Regions from separate parts of the Sus scrofa genome. Here region 1 is linked to region 2. Evidence: chromatin contacts called from public Hi-C data. All regions are on one chromosome and are shown on one strand. The core of a region is the stretch at or near the end of the contact, and the rest is flanking DNA. Distances in the headings are between cores, read along the strand shown. Region 1 holds the start of GOLGA3 (golgin subfamily A member 3). Region 2 holds the start of CHFR (E3 ubiquitin-protein ligase CHFR).

Region 1 (3,550 bases), core at 841-3,340, 35 kb before region 2:
TACAAACTACTAGGTATAAAATAAATAAATTTTTTAAATTTTTAAAGAATTTTGTTTTTTTTTTTTTTTTTAGACACACCCTTGGCACACGGAAGTTCCCGAGGCAGGGAGTGAATCCAAGCCAGAGGTGTGACCTACACCACAGCTGCAGCAACTTAGGATCCTTAACCCATTGCACTGGGCCAGGGATTGATCCATCACCTCCACTGAGATGAGCCAGATCATTAACCCACCGTGCCACAGTGGGAACTTCAGTAAATAAATGATTAAAACCTGGATTTCCCTGGTGGCTCAGCAGGATAAGGATCCAGCATTGTCACTGCTGTGGTGAGGGTTTGATCCCTAGCCTGGGAAGTATAGCCAAAAAAAAATAAAAATAATTAAATAAATAAGTTACAAGAATGTAATGTACAGCACAGAGAATACAGCCAGTATTTATATCAAATTACTATGTTTTACATCTGAAACTAACATTGCAAGTTAAAAAAGCACACTGCTGCTTAAGGCAACTGGCTTAAAAAAAATAAAAAAGACTACTTCTGAATTTGAGTTATGTCATATGATTTTTATTTCCTTTTCTTACCATTCGAGGTGCACTGCAACTGAAAGCTATCACTCCAGTAATGTTTGCAATATTTAAGGGATAATTTAAAATGTTAAAAAAAAAACCATGAGTCCCCAGTAAATGGCTTACAATGTCCCAGTGGTTTTCAATCACACTGACAATAAAATCTAAGCCTCTTACCACGAACTAGGAAGCTGCATACCGTCTAGCCCCTTCCTACATTGCATCCTTGTCCCCTCTCACTTTCTTCCTTTTTCATTACACGCTTGCCATACTGTATCTAAAAAAACACCAATTTACTCCTCCCTCAGGGCTTCACACTTGGTCATCTTGCCTGAAACAGTCTTATCGCATGTTTGCATGGCTAGTTTCTTGTCATAGAGGCTTTGACTCAAAAGTCACCTCCCCCAAGACCTTCTTATAGATCTGGCCCAAGCACCACGCAATACTCTCTCAGAAATGGCTTCATTTACTGTCTGTATCCCTCCACTACAGCGCGAGCTCAGTGAGGCCCTGACACGACTCCAATCCTATCACCCAGGATCTACAGTGAACAGTGCCGGGCACGACCGACACTCAGCAAAGAGCTGTTGAATGAAGGTCGAGCTGTTCACCTGCATCATACTAGAGACGACGCCTGGTCCCACTCCCTCTGGAAATTATCACTACACTGATGAAAACACCGCTATGAAACACATTCTGGTGAAACACCCAGAAATGAGATGGACTCGAGGTGGAGAGAGAGCAGAGCACACACGGATTCTTTAAACCAGGCTTCACACTAACCACCGGACACCATGTCACGCCTGTCATCTTGACAGAACTTCTACACAAGGACAAGAGATGTTTCTCTGCAGCTCCAACAGCAGCCGTGGGAACCTCTGAACAAATTACTCCCCGGCGCGCGTGGACAGCACTACGGAAGAACGCGAATGTTGGGATATTTATGAGGCCGGTTCCGCTAACAGCTGCACAGTGCAGCTTCTAGGCCCAGAGGCTACCAACGGTGAGGAGCCGGACTAGCGCGGGGCGTTGCCGCTCCAGGTGGAGCCTTGGCCGGCCCTTCGCGTGCGCCCAAAGCCCAGCCGCCCTTCGCCTGTCCCTGGCCCCGACCCAACCGCTGTCCTCCTGTTCCCCACGCCTTCCCCAGCCCAAGCCTCTGCCCAGGCACCGCCCCACGACCCTCACCCCTGCGCTGCGGAAGCCGCGGCGAACGCCCGGCCCGGCTGCTCTGGCTGAGACGTGGCTGCGCGGGGGGCGGAGCACGGCGCGGCGACGGAAAATGACCCCCCGGAAGCCTGCGTGCGCTGTCTCCGTTCCGGAAGAGAGAAAGCCCTCTTCTGTTAGCCAGCAGCTGCCCTCGGGCCCCGAATGCTCCGGCCGCAGGGCTGGAATCCAGCCTAGTCGAAACTCGCCTGAGACGGACTTCAGGAAGCGAATTTGGAGCACCTTCCCTTGTTAAAAAGTAGCTTCGGGACTGGCCGGACCAACTCCGACAGGAAGCCGGACAATTGAGCTTCCGGCGGAAGTGGCGTGGCCAGGCTCTGGTCCCCGCCCCGCCCTAGCTGTCAGGGTGTCGGCGTAGCCATTCCACCCCGCCCCTACCTCGTTGGGGGTTGGCTAGTAAGCACGCGGGGGTGGGGTCTGTGAGGTGCAGAGTTGTGGCTCTGGCACCTGTTCGTCGCCCCTGAGCACCAACCTTCCACCGCGCCAGTCCTCACTTATCTTTCAGGTACCAGTGCAAAAGTGACTCCTGCTTTGGGGCGGTAGCAGTGTTTTATCTTTAAAAAAAACATTGTTGGCATAGGCATGAGGTTTAGGTGAAGGGCTTTTAGGGTTTAGGTAAAGAACACAAAGGAGTTCTCTTGTGGCACGGTGGGTTAAGGATCTGGCGTTGTCACTGCAGCGGCTTGGGTCCCTGCTATGGCACGGGTTCCTTCCCTGGCCCAGAAACTTCCACGTGCTGTGGGCAAAGCCAAAAAAAAAAAAAAATCAGTTGGCTGTTTGTTGAATGTTTCTGGGTTCTCTGCCCTGGTCCATTGATCTCCATGCCTTCTTGTAACACCACAGTCTTCACCAAAATAGCTTTACAGCAAGCCACAATATGGGGTGGAAGATTCCTCCCACTTTATTCTTTTTTTCATTTTGGCAGACCCTCAGCATAAGAAGTTCCGCAGCCAGAGATCAGATCCAAGCCAAAGTTACCACCTATGCCACACCTGTGGCAACCCACAGCTTAACCAACCATGCCAGGCCAGGGATTGAACCTATGTCCCAGAGTAGCAGAGACACTGCCAATCCCATTGTGCCACAGCAGGAACTCCTTATTTTTATTATTATTATTTATTATTAAGGTATTATGTGTATACAATATAATTAGCCCATTTTATGTGTTCAGTTCAATGATTTTTAAAGTAAGTTCAGTTACACTTACTAAATTTTAGTAAATAACACTGAGCTTAATCCATTTAGTTGAAGCTGGATCTATTGCAGTTTGTTGTAGAACACTTTGATAGCTCCAAGGATCCCTCTTGTCCATATACACTCTGTTCCCCTCCACCAGCCCCTGACAACCACTAATCTGTTTTCTTTCTCTATTGATTGGCCTATTCTGTACATTTCATATAAATAAAATCTCACACCATGTGGCCTTTTGTGACTGCCTTCTCTTTTACTTAGCATAGTATTTTGAGGTTCATCTGTGTGTTACCATGTTTCAGAACTTAGCTCCTTTCACAGCTGCATAATACTTATTTAGATATACCCTGTTTTGTTATCCACTAGCCAACCCACCTTTCTTCTTTCCTTCCTACCTTCCTTCCCTCCCTCCCTCCTTCCAATTCACTGTGGCCCATGTATGCCAAGTACTATTTTTTTTTTTTACAAGTAGTTCTTTTTGGGTTTTTTTTTTTTGGTTTTTTTGTTTGTTTGTTTGTTTGTTTGTTTGTTTGTTTTTGTCTTTTTGCCATTTCTTGGGCTGCTCCC
Region 2 (3,338 bases), core at 204-2,703:
GCTGGGCGTGGCATATAGAGTTCTTGGCAAGGGGCAGATCCGAGTAGCAGTCAGATCTAAGCCAAAGCTGCAGCAACACCCGATCCTTAACCCACTGTGCCAGACAGGGGATCGAACCTGTGACCCAGTGAGCTCCTAAGACACCACAGAGCCCACTGCGCCAAGCAGGAACTCCAAGATCCTTTTTTTTCCTTCTTTTTTAGCCTCAAGTGTGGCAAATGAAAGTTCCCAGGCTAGGGGTCTAATAGGAGCTGTAGCTACAGGTCTACACCACACCCAGGGCAACACGGGATCCAAGCCCCGTCTGAGACCTATGCCACAGCTCATGGCAACCCCGGATCCCTAACCCACTGAGAGAGGCCAGGTATCCAACCTGCATCCTCTCGGATACCAGTTGGGTTCGGTACTGCTGAGCCACGACTGAAACTCCCAGATCTTTTTTTGAATGTAGCTGCCTACACCTATAAATTTCCCTTGAGCACTGCTTACCTGCAACCCCCAAGTTTTGGTATGTTATATTTTATTTATCTCAAAGTATTGTCTAATTTCCCTTTTGATTTCTTTGACCCAATGGCTGTTTAAGGGTGTTATTTAATTTTGCACATATCGGTGGGTTTTCCAGTGTTCCTTCTGCTATTGATTTCTTTTCCGTTAAGGTCTGAGAAGACGCGTTGGGTGGTAATGAACTTGAAAACACTGACTTCTACGTAATAAATTAATGTACCACTTCATATAGCTGTAACGAGGATTAAAGAATCTGTACGAAGCACTCAGAAGTGACTGGGCAGAGCAATAAGTGAATAAATGGTAGCTATTACAGGAGAGCCCACTACACTGGAAAAACTGGAAAGCTCAGAGCGCCCCGCCCAGGGGCCTCCCACAGCGCGGTGGGTCCCGTCCTGCCCAGCTCTCGTCCTCGGGCCCCAGATCTCCGCCCTGGCCCCTGCTCGGGTCCCCCAGCACTCGGCCTCCGTCCACCGCCCCCATCCCGGACTCGTCCTCAGTCCGTCCCATGTCTCCCATCCCACCTCCGCCCCGTACCTTTTCTCCGCCCGATGGTCCACTCCCGCTTTCTCAGGAGGACGTGCGGCTCGCCCTCCTCGGCGCCCAGGCGGAGGAGCCTCCCCCACGGCTGCTGCTGCGGCAGCTGCTCTCCTTCCCCGGGCCGCTCCATCGGATTCACATCTGACGAGCCCCGGAAACGTCGGGTGAGACTCTGGCCGCAAAGGCGGGGGCTGGGGCCGCCGCTTCTCCCGCAGCTGCCCGGGCCTCGGCGCCCCCGCCACGCTGCTGCGGGCCGCGCCGCCGGCCTCCCCCGCGTCCCGCCCGCGCCAGCAGCCCGCTTACCCCCCGCCCCGCGCGGAACCCGGAACCGGCCGCGCCGCCGCCGCTGCTGTCAACAGACATCGCTGATCCCTCAGCTGATCCGCGGGGCGGGGCCAGCGGCGTCCGCGCCCTACGATTGGCGGGCGGTGGCGACCACCGAGCCTGGCGGCTAGAGCGGAACAGGGGCGGTGGCCATCTAGAGTGGACGTGGGGAGGTGAGCCGAGCGTGCGCAGACCGGAGGATGGGGCCGGGACGACATCTTTGATGCTGGCCGAGACCTCTAGATCTCCGAGGATCTCGGAAGTAGCTGCCGTCGACGCCATGATAAGTCCGGGCAAAAGGGACTGAGTAACTTGGGTATTGGGCACCGAAGCAAATTCTCAAAGCCGCGTTGGAAGGGCAGATGGCTTATAGATATGTGACAAACGACGAGATAAGTGCAGGTAGAAACTTTCGGATGTCTCTTTCTCCGCGATCAGAATGTTGCTAGTGTCCTGGGAGGGCTCTGGAGAGTGCAAGCATCTCCGTTGCCAGTCGTAAGAGTATAAATTGGACCGCTTCTTGGAGGGCAGCGGTGCACACATAGTCTTTTCATTTCAAACGCACGTTTCCTTTGACTCAGCGATTCCGCCTTTTGGAATCTAGCAGAAATAAGGTGTGTGTTCCAAAAAAGGCTGCACTAGGATCATCAGTGCTGGACGCCTGAAAGTGAACGGTGGGCGAAGACTTGGTGCGGGTGGGCCAGGAGCCGAGTCATGGACTGTGCGGTCCATGACTGCGCGGTTGAGAGGAACCAGACGATATCGGACGGAGACCTCCGAAGTGGAAGAAGGCACCCAAAGGAGCGAGGGAGACATCTTTCACTGTATATTCCTTTGTGTAATTTAAACTGCATCATTTGGTGATTTTTGTTGTTGTTTGTTTTTGCTTTTTAGGGCTGCACCCGTGGCATATGGAATTTCCCAGGCTAGGGGTCGAATCGGAACTACAGCTGCTGGCCTATGCTACAGCCACAGCCACAGTAATGGGGGATCCAAGCCAACCTACACCACAGCTCATAGCAACTCCAGATCCTTAACCCAGTGAATGAGGCCAGGGATGGAATCTACATCCTCATGGATACTACTAGAAGGGTTTGTAACCTGCTGAGCCACACCAGGAACTCCATGTCAACTTTGTCATAAAGTGCATCTCTCCTTGAGTTCCCATTGTGGCTCAGCACATTCAGGATCCAACACCGTGGGAGGGTGTGGGTTTGATCCTTGGCCCCCCTCACTGGGTTAAGGATCTGGCTTTGCCACAAGCTGGGGTGAAGGTCGCAGACGTGGCTTGGATCTGGTGTTGTCATGACTGTGGCATAGGCCTGCAGCTGTGTTTCCAATTTGACCCCTAGCCTGGGAACTTCCACATGTCACAGGTGCAGCCATAAAAAGAAGAAGAAAGTACATCTCTCCTGGTCTCAGATTCAGGTCATAGGAAAGACCAGAATTTAAAATTTCTCAGAGTTATCTCATGGCTCAGCAGATGAAGGATCTGGTGTTGTCACTGCTGAGGCTTTGGTTACAGCTGTGGCGTGGGTTCCATCCCTGGCCCAGGAACTTCTGCATGCTGTGGGGCATGGCCAAAAGTAAATAAATAAATAAAATTTCTTCAAAGAAATTTAGTTTGGATAGAAAAGAAGCAAATCACAGTACCTTATTGGACTCGGTGTTGGAGACACTATGTGCCTGGCTAATCAGGCCTTTAGTTCAAATGGAAATGCTATACTCAAGAACATAGCCAAGGAGTTCCGCTCATGGCTCAGCAGTAACGAACCCAACTAGTATCCATGAGGATGCGGGTTCAATACCTGGCCTCACTCAGTGGGTTACAGATCTGGCATTGCCATGAGCTGTATTGTAGGTTGCAGATGCAGCTCAGATCTGGCGTGGCTGTGGCTGTGGCGTAGGCCAGCAAATGCAGTTCCAATTCTCCCCCTAGCCTAGGAACTTACATATGCCGCAAGTGCAGC

What was found. A called contact is a pair of places that touch in the nucleus more often than the background predicts.
Region 1: a Hi-C map of liver shows a contact between it and region 2, with 2.6 times the contacts expected there. The contact joins the promoter of GOLGA3 here to the promoter of CHFR in region 2. A contact is called at or near these places in 5 of 47 Hi-C or Micro-C datasets (blood, heart right ventricle, liver and 1 more) and 2 of 2 datasets of contacts at active chromatin or transcription factors (alveolar macrophages and skeletal muscle).

The regions. Positions count from the first base shown.
Region 1 is chr14:22,687,844-22,691,393 of Sscrofa11.1, reverse strand. It overlaps GOLGA3 (golgin subfamily A member 3), which reads right to left and starts at 2,090. Exons shown (of 24, transcript XM_021073868.1): 1 at 1,981-2,090.
Region 2 is chr14:22,652,577-22,655,914 of Sscrofa11.1, reverse strand. CHFR (E3 ubiquitin-protein ligase CHFR) reads right to left here and starts at 1,453. Exons shown (of 17, transcript XM_001928455.6): 1 at 1,348-1,453; 2 at 1,042-1,185. The coding sequence starts at 1,174.